Linked DNA regions of Ovis aries: all the other regions are linked to region 2. A link is a contact called in public Hi-C data. All regions are on one chromosome and are shown on one strand. The core of a region is the stretch at or near the end of the contact, and the rest is flanking DNA. Distances in the headings are between cores, read along the strand shown. Region 1 holds the start of NDUFV3 (NADH:ubiquinone oxidoreductase subunit V3). Region 2 holds the start of U2AF1 (U2 small nuclear RNA auxiliary factor 1). Region 3 holds the start of WDR4 (WD repeat domain 4).

Region 1 (3,953 bases), core at 122-2,621, 150 kb after region 2:
GAGTTGCAGCTTCAGGATCAGTTCTTCCAATGAACACCCAGGACTGATGTCCTTTAGGATAGACTGATGTCCTTTAGGATGGACTGGTTGGATCTCCTTGCAGTCCAAGGGACTCTCAAGAGTCTTCTCCAACACCACAGTTCAAAAGCATCAATTCTTCGGCGCTCAGCCTTCTTCACAGTCCAACTCTCACATCCATACATGACTACAGGAAAAACCATAGCCTTGACTAGATGGACCTTTGTTGACAAAGTAATGTCTCTGCTTTTTAATATGCTGTCTAGGTTGGTCATAACTTTCTTTCCAAGGAGTAAGCGTTTTAATTTCATGGCTGCAATCACCATCTGCAGAGATTTTGGAGTCCCCCAAAATAAAGTCTGACACTGTGTATATGTATACACGAAAGCTTGAAAAATGAACTGGGCCAAGATATGAAAAGGAAAATAGTGGCCTCTCTCACAACAGATGCTCCCTCCATTATCTGTATTTTGCGACGATAAGAATAGTTATTGCTTTTGTCACGAGTCATTTTTAATTTTAAATACAGTGAAGTTGACTTAGCTTTGTCCAGATGGAGAAAGTTCTTTCTCCTTTTCATTTCACAAATGAGGTAACCAACCTAAGCTGGCCTGGTGGCTCAGGCGGTAAAGTGTCTGTCTACAATGCGGGAGACCCGGGTTCGATCCCTGGGTTGGGAAGATCCCCTGGAGAAGGAAATGGCAATCCACTCCAGGACTATTGCCTGGAAAATCCCATGGACAGAGGAGCCTGGTGGGCTACAGCCCATGGGGTCGCAAAGAGTCTAGACACGACTGAGCGACTTCACTTCACTTCAAGCTGGCTTCTTAGTGGCTGCCTAGTTACCAGGTCAACCAGGTTCTTGAAAGTTCCCTCATTTTCTCTAGGGTTAAATAACAGTTAGAGACACTGTCCTCAAGGGTTCTGGCGGGGCTCCGCGCGGGACACCTGCGGCCCCTACACCTGTCCGTGGCCTGGCCGCACACCGGAGGCTCCTGGGGTTTGGGGTGCAGAGGGGGCGGTGGCCGGGGTCGCCGGGACCCTCGTCGCTCTCAGGCCTGGCTCCTGATCCCCCGTGGCCAGGTTCCCGAAACCCCACCCCAGGCCCAGCCCCCGACCCCGGAAGCGGAGTCAGTGGCATCCCCGGACGGTTGGAGGTGACCGTCAGGGCCGCAGCCTTTGCCCCGCCCTCCACGGTCTCCCGGCGCTCTGCGAGCTCCAGGCCGCCAGTCTGGCCCCTCTTTACCTTCAGCGTCCCGGGTCGTCCTTGCCGCAGCAGAAGCGAGGCCGCCATGGCTGTGACTCGGACGCAGACAGGACGACCCTCCCGGCGGGCAGAGGTCGCACCAGACTGACGCGATGCGGTACCAGCACTGCCGCCTGAAGGCCCGCCCCTTCGTATGAAGGCGCCAATCACCGGCAGGGAAGGGGGCAAAGGCTGCTGCGCGCGCATCACCGCAGCCTCCAGGTTCCCGGCGGAGCAGCTCAAGGCCACGCTCTAGGGAGGAGCCGCCAATCACTGGCGGAGGGTTTCCGCTGACCGCGACCGCGCGGCGGGATGGGTGCTGGGACGCTAAAGTGGTCGTTGTGGGTGTCATTTCCTGTCCTAGACCGGCGTGGCCACCCTGCAGGGCAGTATCAGGTTGGACCATGGACGCTGTTTGACCTGTGAGCACCGTAGTTCCGGAGCCAAGGGGACGAGAAATGCAAGCATTAGTTTACCTGTTCATAGCCTGCGGGGCGGAGAAGGCAATGGCACCCCACTCCAGTACTCTTGCCTGGAAAATCCCATGGACGGAGGAGCCTGGTAGGCTGCAGTCCATGGGGTCGCTAAGAGTCGCACACGACTGAGCGACTTCACTTTCACTTTTCACTTTCATGCATTGGAGAGAGAAATGGCAACCCACTCCGGTGTTCTTGCCTGGAGAATCCCAGGGGCAGCAGAGCCTGGTGGGCTGCCGTCTGTAGGGTCGCGCAGAGTCGACACGACTGGGGCGACTTAGCAGTAGCAGCCTGCGGGGCAAAGACTCTCCACTTCCCACCCTCCCCTGTTAGGCATAAGCTTGGGTGAAAAGTGAAGGTGAAGTCGCTCAGTCGTGTCCGATTCTTTGCGACCCCGTGGACTGTAGCCCACCAGGCTCCTCTGTCCATGGGATTCTCCAGGCAAGAATACTGGAGTGGGTTGCCATTTCCTTCTCCAGGGGATCTTCCCGACCCAGGGATCTAACCCAGGTCTCCCGCATTGCAGGCAGACACTTTAACCTCTGAGCCACCAGGGAAGTTCTAAACTCGGGTAGGGGTAGTTACTCATTGACCTTTTCACCCTGTCGATCGTGCCTTCGCGCGTCTCTGCGGCATGCCTGGTCACTGGAAGTATCCTGTTCAAGAGGAGTGGATCCCTACCTTAGCTCCACCAGGAGAAGAGGCCCCTCCAACTTGGCTAAGGCTGGAGACTCTCATTCTGGTGGCAAGATAAATGGGTAAAACAGGTCTAACAGGAAACCCTGCCCCATTTGGTTAAAAAAAAAGAAAAGCAACCACATAGGATTAACAGAAACTGGTGACTAACAAGATTCTTGAGCTTGTCAGAGTAGCAGCTAAAGGAGGGACTTCCTTGGCTATCCAGTGGTTAGGACTGTGCCCTTCCAGTACAGGGGGTGCAGGTTCCATCCTTGGTCAGAGAACTTAGATCCCACATGTTGTGGGCATGCCCCCCCCCCGCCCCGCCTCCCCCCTAAAAAAAGGCTAACTCAAGGAGCAGCTTGCTGAAAGTTCTGCTTTTAACCTGCCTTCATTGACCAAGCTCACCTTAATTACTTTTGACTCCTTTTTGTTGTTTTTTTGGTCACTAAGTTGTGTCCAACTCTTTGTGACCCCATGGACTGCAGCACTCCAGGCTTCACTGTCCGTCACTATCTCTGGAAGTTTGTTCAAATGCATGTCCACTGTCAGTGATACTATCTAACCATCTCATCCTCTGCCACCCGCTTCTCCTTTTGCCCTCAATCTAGTGGCTCAGATGGTAAAAGATCTGCCTGCAGTTCCGGAGACCTAGGTTCAATTCCTGGGTCCAGAAGATCCCCTGGAGAAGTGAATGGCAACCCACTCAGGTATTCTTGCCTGGAAAATTCCACGGACAGAGGAACCTGGTGGGCTACGGTCCATGGGATCGCCAAGAATTGGACATGACTGAGTGACAAACACTTTCCCAGCATCAGGGTCTTTTCCAGTGAGTCTGCTCTTTGCATCAGGTGGCCAAAGTATTGACACTTCAACTTCAGCATCAGTCCTTCCAACGTTGATTTTCTTTATGATCGACAGGTTTGATCTCATTGCTATCCAAGGGACTCTCAAGAGTCTTCTCCAGCACCGCAGTTCAAAAGCATCAATTCTTCGGCATTCAGCTTTCTTTATAGTCCAACTTTGACATCCATACTTGACTACTAGGAAAACCATAGCTTTGACTAGATGGACTTTTGTTGGCAAAGTGCTATCTTTGCTTTTTAATATGCTGTCTAGATTTGTTACAGCTTTCCATCCAAGGAGAAAGCGTCTTTTTGTTTCATTTCATTTGACTCTTTAGCCACGCCTATAGAGAACAACGCTGATGTATGGTCACTACAGTAAAACAGATTTTAGTTGTTTTCCAGGAAATTGGGGTGAGCACCTGTCCAGTTCAAGCCGGCTAAAACTGGTTGGGATCACCAACCCTAAAACTGGGTCTGTGCCAGGTGTCTGATGAATGACCTTTTGACATCAGTAAGCTGGAAACTCCATCCTCGGATCGTGCTAAGGGCTTCCATTTCTGACCATGCCTCTTATGAAAAAGCATGCAAGTCAGAGACACCAGAGCCTCAACCGTTCCCTGATTCCAATCTCCTTTCCCCCTGCCTAAGATCACCTGCTTCCTTATCTCATTAATACCTTAAGCCCCT
Region 2 (3,613 bases), core at 301-2,800:
CTTGCCCACTTCTTAGGTCCCATTTCTATGGGGCCCCATGTGCATGAATTAGAGTTAAGTTTCTTCTTTTCCTGGTAATCTACCTTGAGTCAGTTTTACTATTAGTCCAGCCACCAGAACCCAAGAGGGTTGAGGGGTTATTTCACTTCCCCTAAAGTACAAATAGGATCCAAGCCCCTGCTATGACACCCACCAACCAAAAAAGCAGTTCTCAAACTGTGTTCAGAGGGAACCGAGTCCTCCTCGTACCTGCTTTGAGGGCTACACAAGCACCTGGTTGTTATTTTTACCCTCACTCTCAAATGTGCTCCATACCACATTTTAACACAGTAGACACTGCCAAAGCATTTCTGCCAGGATAAAACTCATTTTTGTGCAGGCTTCTTCCCAGGATAAAACTTTTTGTTGCGTTCTCTGTTTACGAATTTCTGAGACTGCAGACCTGGGTGGACAAATAAACCAGGTGTGCGTTTGCCCCAAATGCAAAACGATACCTGCAGGACACTTGCTGCAGGACTGTCAGTAGAGGCGAGACTGGCTCTTCCTTGGGCCCATCAACAGGGGACTGGTTAGCCACACAACGGAGCTCTGGGGAGCCATGAAAGTAGTCAGGACTGCGCCCACAGTCCTATGGAGCCATCTGTGGGAAGGGCCGCTGGGTGAAAGAAGGGAACGAGGAAGAAACAGTGGGTAAAAAGGAGTTGCCTCAAAAAAAAAAAAAAAAAAAAAAAAACCAGAATGAATTAGGAACACTGGAGGTGGGTAGCTCTGGGGAAAAGGACCCGGAGTCCACGCAGATCTGTGACTCTGCTCGGCCCCCTCGTCGCAGCGGCCCCTGCACTTTGGCTTCTTCGTGGTCTTCAGGGTTTCTGTGCCGAGCATTGCTGGACGTCCCTAAACCTGTCCCGAGCCCATAACTCCTCACTCTCTCGCACCGCTCTGTCTTGCGGGCCCGTGAGCTCGGCCCGAAGACGTGCGCTCCGCCTTCCCAGCATCGGAGCCTCTCCAAACCCGCCGGGCTTTTCCGGGGCCAGGCCCAGGCGGCACACCTCCGGACCGGGGAGCAGGGGAGCTCCGACTCTGCTCCCCGAAGACGAGGAAGCTGAAGAACGCGTCTTCCCGGAGGAAGGGTTCGGTGGGGAACCCCCAGGGAAAGTGCGGTGAGGGGGATCTCGCACCGCTTAGAGCCCGCGGAACCCCCAACGCGAGACAGGCGCGTTCAGGGCCCGGCCCCAGGGACTTCGTGGAAAAGCCCCTCGGCCGCTGCCTCCTCTGCAGCCGCTTGGCTTCTCTGCGCATTGGGGAACGCCGGTGGAGGTCGCCGGGCCCCAGGCCCGGGCGCGAGGAGCGCTGGCGCCAGCCCGAAGAACCTAACGAGAGCCGGTAGGTGGCGCTGGCAGGCGGCGCGCGGGCGCCGCGACCGCCAGGGCAGCGCCTCCCGCGCGCGCCAAGCCCCGCCCATGCGCAGGCAGCGCCTCTCCTGATTGGGCAGTGCCGCCACGCTGGTGAGGAGGAACGAGCGTCGTCGCGTCCGGGTGACGTCTCTGGCGGGCGTCGGGCGGGGTCGTCGGCGTCGGCAGCAGTGTCGGCGGCGGCGGCGGCGGGTGGGAAATGGCGGAGTACTTGGCCTCCATCTTCGGCACCGAGAAAGACAAGTAAGTGAGAACCGGCCGCAGAGGTTCCGAGCTGGAGAGACGGGTGGCTCGCGGAGGAGCTTGGCGGCGGGGCCCGGACGGCGGCGGGAGGCTCGGCGGGGGGAGGGGCGGGCTGCCCTTCCGGCCTCAGGAGCCGCGCTCCGCCGCGTGCGCCCGGGCAGGCGGGCGATGGGCCGGGCGGGCGCCGGGCTTCCTCTTGGGCAGAGCGGCCTCTCCCGCCGGGGGCTCCTTGGTGGCCCACCTACAGGCGACCCGTGCCCCCGGCTCTCGGAAGCCGACTCGAGTTGTGCTGAAGTTGTCAACGTTAACGATTCTCCCAAGTTTGATCTTTTAATGTCGAATCGGGCAGGCTGTAGTATAGACTCGCCCGCGTTAAATCGCTAGATAACTGAGGTTCCTGTTAGGGTTTTAGATGCTTAACAAGCCACTTGTGTGAGTTAAGCGATCATCGAACAGCTCATAAGGACATTTATTGTGAAACAGTATTTTGGAGATTACGAGTTAACTAACCGTGAAAGACAGTCTGCTTTTAAAATACTTTCAGGTGCAATTCCAATATAAGAATAAGATGGGTGATTTTTTTAGGTTGCATACCTTCCGTAGTTAGTTGTTAGGTTGAGAGTAAAAATAATATAATTTTGGGTTTGCCAGTTGTTAATTTTGGAGGACAGTTCTTTAAAAACCTTAAGATTGAGCTGGATGTATTCTTCGAATAAATGGTTAGCATCTTGGTGTTCTTCAGAGCTGTACAGGGTTTATGTGAATATGTTTTTAACAGTAAACTCGTAAGTTTGCCATAGCTAATGTTTTGACTTTATCAAAAACTTTTAATTGTTTCTGTTTTCCAGGATGCAGTGTACCTTGTAAAATGTCTTTTACATATTCTAGAATCTTGAGTTGTTTGGAAGAGGGGGTTATATTTTTTCCTAGCAAAACTCACGACAGTCATCAGTCATATTCAGTCCAGAAACACTTACTGAGTGTCAGCTCAAGGCCAGTGTCTGGGGACTCAGATATGGGTAGAATCTGGATCTTGTTCTCAAGGAGCAAGGGGGTGCTTGTCGTGCAAAGGATAACTGAATGAAAATGAATTGAAACGCATTAAGTGCTGTGGAAGAGAGGCCTGCCCTGAATGCTGTGGCCCCAGAGACAGCAGCTTGGGAAACAGGATCTTGAACGGATCAGCCAGCTCTGCTGGACAAAGAGGCTTCTCAAGTTTGCTGAAGAGCGTGCAGTGTCGATTTTACTCATGAGCTTATATCAGTGTGGGCTGTGGCTAATGTCTCCTTGAGTTTTTCTTTCCCTCGTTCTTGTAAAAAGCTGCATAAGGTGATGGTATCACTGTTGTTTTGTGAAGCTCTTACATTCCTGCCATAAATAACCCCATTTCATCTGTTAAGAGTTATATTATAAAAGTCACAGCTGTAATAGTTTAGGAAACTTGATTATTTAATCTAGGCTTCTTGTTTCAGGGAGGTTTGTGGAGTTTTAATTTCCAGGAAACAGCTCAAAATTTTCAGCTGAAAAATGATTCCTGCTAACTTTTTAAATTTAATTTGAACTGAAAGTAAAATGTACACCTAGCAATTAAAAATATTTAGCTAATTACACATTTGAGGTTTTAGACACTTTCTAAATCTAAGGATGGATTAGCCTTTCTGATATCTTCTCTCAAATAGTACACTGCATGTTTTAACATCTTTTCATTTTATTGCAGTAGTCCAGTGAGCCTACTAGAAAAGCTTTGACTAATAGATTCAATTCAGTGATTAACTGGTCATTGTGAAATGAGAGTCATTTCTGATAGTACAGCAGCAAGGATTGTTTCACTTATATATAATAGTTGGGTGTTAATGGTTGAGACAGGGGTTTTGTCCATTCTGAGACAGTCTTAAACTATTTTCAAGTGACTTTCTGAAGATGTAATGTGACATACTCAAGTGTATGTAGTAATCATT
Region 3 (3,822 bases), core at 393-2,892, 170 kb after region 2:
AATGGTAACCCGCTCCAGTATTCTTGCCTGGGAAGTCCCATGGACAGAGGAACCTCTCTGGCTTCAGTCCACGGCATCAGAAAGAGTCAGACACAACTTAGCAACTTAGCACACAGAAGACAATTAGTTGTTCCATTTATTTACTTAGCAAATATTGATCAAGCACTGACTTCATGCCAGATTTTGTGGTGCAAGCTGGTGCACTGGCAACCTGCCATTTGAGACAGCCTCAGTCCCTGCCTTCGTGGCATTTGTAGTCTAGAGACAAGATATTAAGCAGATTATCATAGGTGTAGTGCATATAAACAATGAAAGGCTTCCTTGATTAAGTGTGTTTCCCTGATGGCTCAGAAGTTAAAACACCAGATAATAAATGAAAGTAAAATAAAAACAACAACAACAAAAAAAGAAGTTAAAGCATCTGCCTTCAATGCGGGAGACCCGGGGTTTGATCCCTGGGTCGGGAAGATCCCCTGGAGAAGGAAATAGTAACCCACTCCAGTATTCTTGCCTGGAGAATCCCATGGGCAGAGGAGCCTTGCAGGCTACAGTTCACAGGGTCGCAGAGTCGGACACGACTGAGCCACTTCACTTCACTTCCACTGGAGTGAAACTGGGATTGACTAGGAGCGTAGAGATGGGGTGTGGAGAGAATGTTTCAGGTGAAAAGACTAGCATGTGCTAAGGTCCTGTGGTTGCTATTATCCCTGTGCCAATGAACCTGAACGACAGTCCTGTCTAGAGCACTGAGAATGAAGCCGACCGGGTAGGGAATGAGCCTGCAAGGTAGGTAGGAGCCAGACAGCATGCAGTCTCCTAGTCCAATATCAGGATTTGTTCTCTGTACCGAGAACAATGAGAAGCCACTTGTTGATCTTAAGCAGGAGGATGAGGTGATTGAAACTGTGCTCTGAAACGTCTCTCTCTAGCTTTAGTATGCAAAGTGGATCTGCGGGGATGGGGGTGGGGGCAAGCGCGGACGTGAGAACAGAGAGCAGAGGGGTTGCTCTGGTCTGTGTCGCGGCGGAGGCCATGGACACGGGGAGGAGGGGCGTCCAGGGGGATTCCGCGATCAGATGACCCATGTGGAAGATGGGGGTGGAGAGTCCCAAGAAAGCATCCAGCAAACTGGTGCTGGTGGTGCCACTCCGTGAGCATTAAAAACATTGGAAAAGAGCCCTATCTTGTGTTGAAAAATAGCAGTTCAGCAGTTTTGCTCTTCGGGTGTGTCTGGCTCAGCTCCCATCCGGCGGCTTCAGCTCTGCGCCCTCCTCAGACACCACGTTAGGGACCTAGATGCAAACTCAGACCCTCTCAGTTCTTGAAGGACCAAGTAGGTATCAGACCGGCCAGGTCGCCTAGCCACAGCGCGAGAAAGATCCAGAACTGACTCTCTGCAGTCTGGAGGAAGAAACGAACACTAAACAAGCAAGCGGATTCCCTTGGGACAAAACTAATCAGCAACCGACCCCCAAAGGCGCAAACGCCGAATTGCCGACTGAAGGGAGAGAATACCTTCTGCGCATGCCCGCCGCCGCCTCGCGCGCGGGGGCGATTCCGGACGACGTCACCTCGCGGCGTCTACGCCTGACGTCACTCTCTAGCGCCGGCCGGAAGAGGCGCTGGACGGCGCACGTGGGTGGAGGCGCGTTGGGCGGGCACATGGCGAGTTCTGTGGGGTTGGCTCTGTGCGGGCATGCGCTGGTGGTTCGGGGCGGCAGCCGGTTGCTGGCTACCTCCACTTCGAGCAGGTGAGGGGTCGTTCTGGAACAGAAGACCAGGTTGCGGACGTGCGCCAGGGCCTTGAGATTCCTGTTCTCCCGTCCCGCCAGGGCTGCACCTGCCTTGGGATGACCCTAGGGAGCCCCGCTGCTGCCTGTGAGCTCTCCGGTGCCACTTGAGCCCGGCTGCGTGCCTGCGCCGCGGAATGTCCACTCTCCCGGCCCTTCTCCCAACTCTTGCCCACGGCCCCGCGCCCTCAGTGGCTGGCCTGCGGCATTCTTTGCCGGTTCAGCTCCAGACACTTCCGGGCTCTGCGGGGTCCGGGGGACGCAGTTCTCTGGGGCGTGGGAGGAAGACAGCTCTTGGCCTCTCTTGGGGAGAGGGGTTTACTCCCGGGGACCACGTTTATCGTGCTCCTGCACTCGCTTCCCTCTTTGCGTCTCTGCCTGCTTCCTCATCCCAGCCCACATCCCTTGACCCCGCTTTGCTTGCCTTTCGGGGCGAGGGTCTTACCTGACACCTCCTTGCTGGAGAGTATCCCCAGAACCACAGCTGCTTTCTCCCTAGTGGCCCTTTATAAGGTCGTCCTTTTGCTTTCTCTAATTTCACGCCCCTTATCTTCCCGGAATTTTTATGTTGGTCAGCTAGTCTCGATCCAGGAACCTCTTGAATATTAGCAGTGGCCAGTTTCGGCCCCGCATTTCCTTTCCCAGGGTAGTTTTGATTCTCCCAAACTTGAGACAGTGTGTCTGTTAAATGTAAATGTGCGCTGTGTTCTTTGTTCAGAGTTTGGTTTCAGAGATTAAAAATGATGTTAAGTCTGGATTTCACAAATTTATTCACAAACCTGTTGTCTGTCTCAGGTTACTTTATTTTAGAGCCTTATGAAATCTAGCACATGATACAGTGAGAGATGGGAAAATTAGACTCCATCTGGTTGATTCAGTTCACACCTTTTGAGGGAACCTAGTGGCTGGCTGGCAAAGTTTCTGACTTGGACATCTGCTGCTCATATGAGTACTGCAGTGCTCCATATGAGAAAAGAGTCTAGCTGCAGTCACTTTAAAGGCTGTAAATTTGTTTGGGATGTCTTTGTGCCAGGCATTGGAGCAGGGGGGCTTAGGGACTGGCAGGGAAAGTGGGTGGCTTCTATACTAGTAAGCGCTTGGCAGGCACTGGAGCTTTTCTGGGGGCAGATAAGACATTTTGCTAAACAAGTACCCCAAGTTTTAAACTTGGGTGCATAAGGCTCACTGAAAACTGAGTAACATAGCCATCATGCGCTGATTTCCTAGTTGTTAAAGAATGGTATATTCCTGTTGGGTTTTTGTCCTCATTTATTTCACTTAACTGATTTTTATGGACAGGCCATGACAGTTATGTGTAGTAGATACAAATAAATTCAGCAAATTAAAGCTCCTTAGCCGTTCCCTGAAACATCTAATGGAGACAAGTTCTTGTGGAGAAAATCCTTACTGAGGATGCAAATATTTTTTTGATTCAGGTTTTTGTTTTTTTTTAAGTGAGCATTGTAATGAACAAAGTGCTTCATTTAGAATATTGCTGTTATTTTTCTTTAGTGATGACGACAGCCTCTTCATATATGATTGCAGTGCTGCAGAAAAGAAGTCACAAGAGCATAAAGGGTGAGATGGTGGGGAAGCCTCATCGGGCTGATAGTTTGAATAATGGGACTGTTTAGTCTAAGAAGTAAATTGTTGTTTCATTTGCTGAATTTTTCATTTCTGTTACCCAGCTGTGTGGATAAACCAGAGACCACCCCCAGAGAGAAATGTGCTATTGACCTTCAAACTAGGCATTAAGAATATGAAAATTTTAAAAAATACTTTAAATTAGTCAGTAATTAACTATTGTATTGGTACTTTGAAATCATAGGCAGTTTCTTTTTTTTTTTTTTTAATTTTTATTTTTACTTTATTTTACTTTACAATACTGTATTGGTTTTGCCATACATTGACATGAATCCACCACGGGTGTACATGCGTTCCCAAACAGGAACCCCCTCCCACCTCCCTCCCCATAACATCTCTCTGGGTCATCACCGTGCACCACCAGCCCCTAATAGGCAGTTTCAAATGC

The links. Hi-C and Micro-C count contacts between places; a contact is called where the count stands out from the background.
Region 1: a Hi-C map of hypothalamus shows a contact between it and region 2, with 4 times the contacts expected there. The contact joins the promoter of NDUFV3 here to the promoter of U2AF1 in region 2. A contact is called at or near these places in 4 of 16 Hi-C or Micro-C datasets (hypothalamus, muscle, omental adipose tissue and 1 more).
Region 3: a contact with region 2 is called in a Hi-C map of liver, with 3 times the contacts expected there. The contact joins the promoter of WDR4 here to the promoter of U2AF1 in region 2. A contact is called at or near these places in 4 of 16 Hi-C or Micro-C datasets (hypothalamus, liver, muscle and 1 more).

Annotation. Positions count from the first base shown.
Region 1 is chr1:263,801,242-263,805,194 of ARS-UI_Ramb_v3.0, reverse strand. It overlaps NDUFV3 (NADH:ubiquinone oxidoreductase subunit V3), which reads right to left and starts at 1,371. Exons shown (of 4, transcript XM_027960811.2): 1 at 1,265-1,371. The coding sequence starts at 1,312.
Region 2 is chr1:263,956,264-263,959,876 of ARS-UI_Ramb_v3.0, reverse strand. It overlaps U2AF1 (U2 small nuclear RNA auxiliary factor 1), which reads left to right and starts at 1,550. Exons shown (of 8, transcript XM_027960886.3): 1 at 1,550-1,655. The coding sequence starts at 1,612. LOC121817445 (a long non-coding RNA gene) reads right to left here and starts at 1,382. Exons shown (of 2, transcript XR_006057375.2): 1 at 495-1,382.
Region 3 is chr1:263,785,197-263,789,018 of ARS-UI_Ramb_v3.0, reverse strand. WDR4 (WD repeat domain 4) reads left to right here and starts at 1,642. Exons shown (of 11, transcript XM_012104187.5): 1 at 1,642-1,751; 2 at 3,303-3,368. The coding sequence starts at 1,663.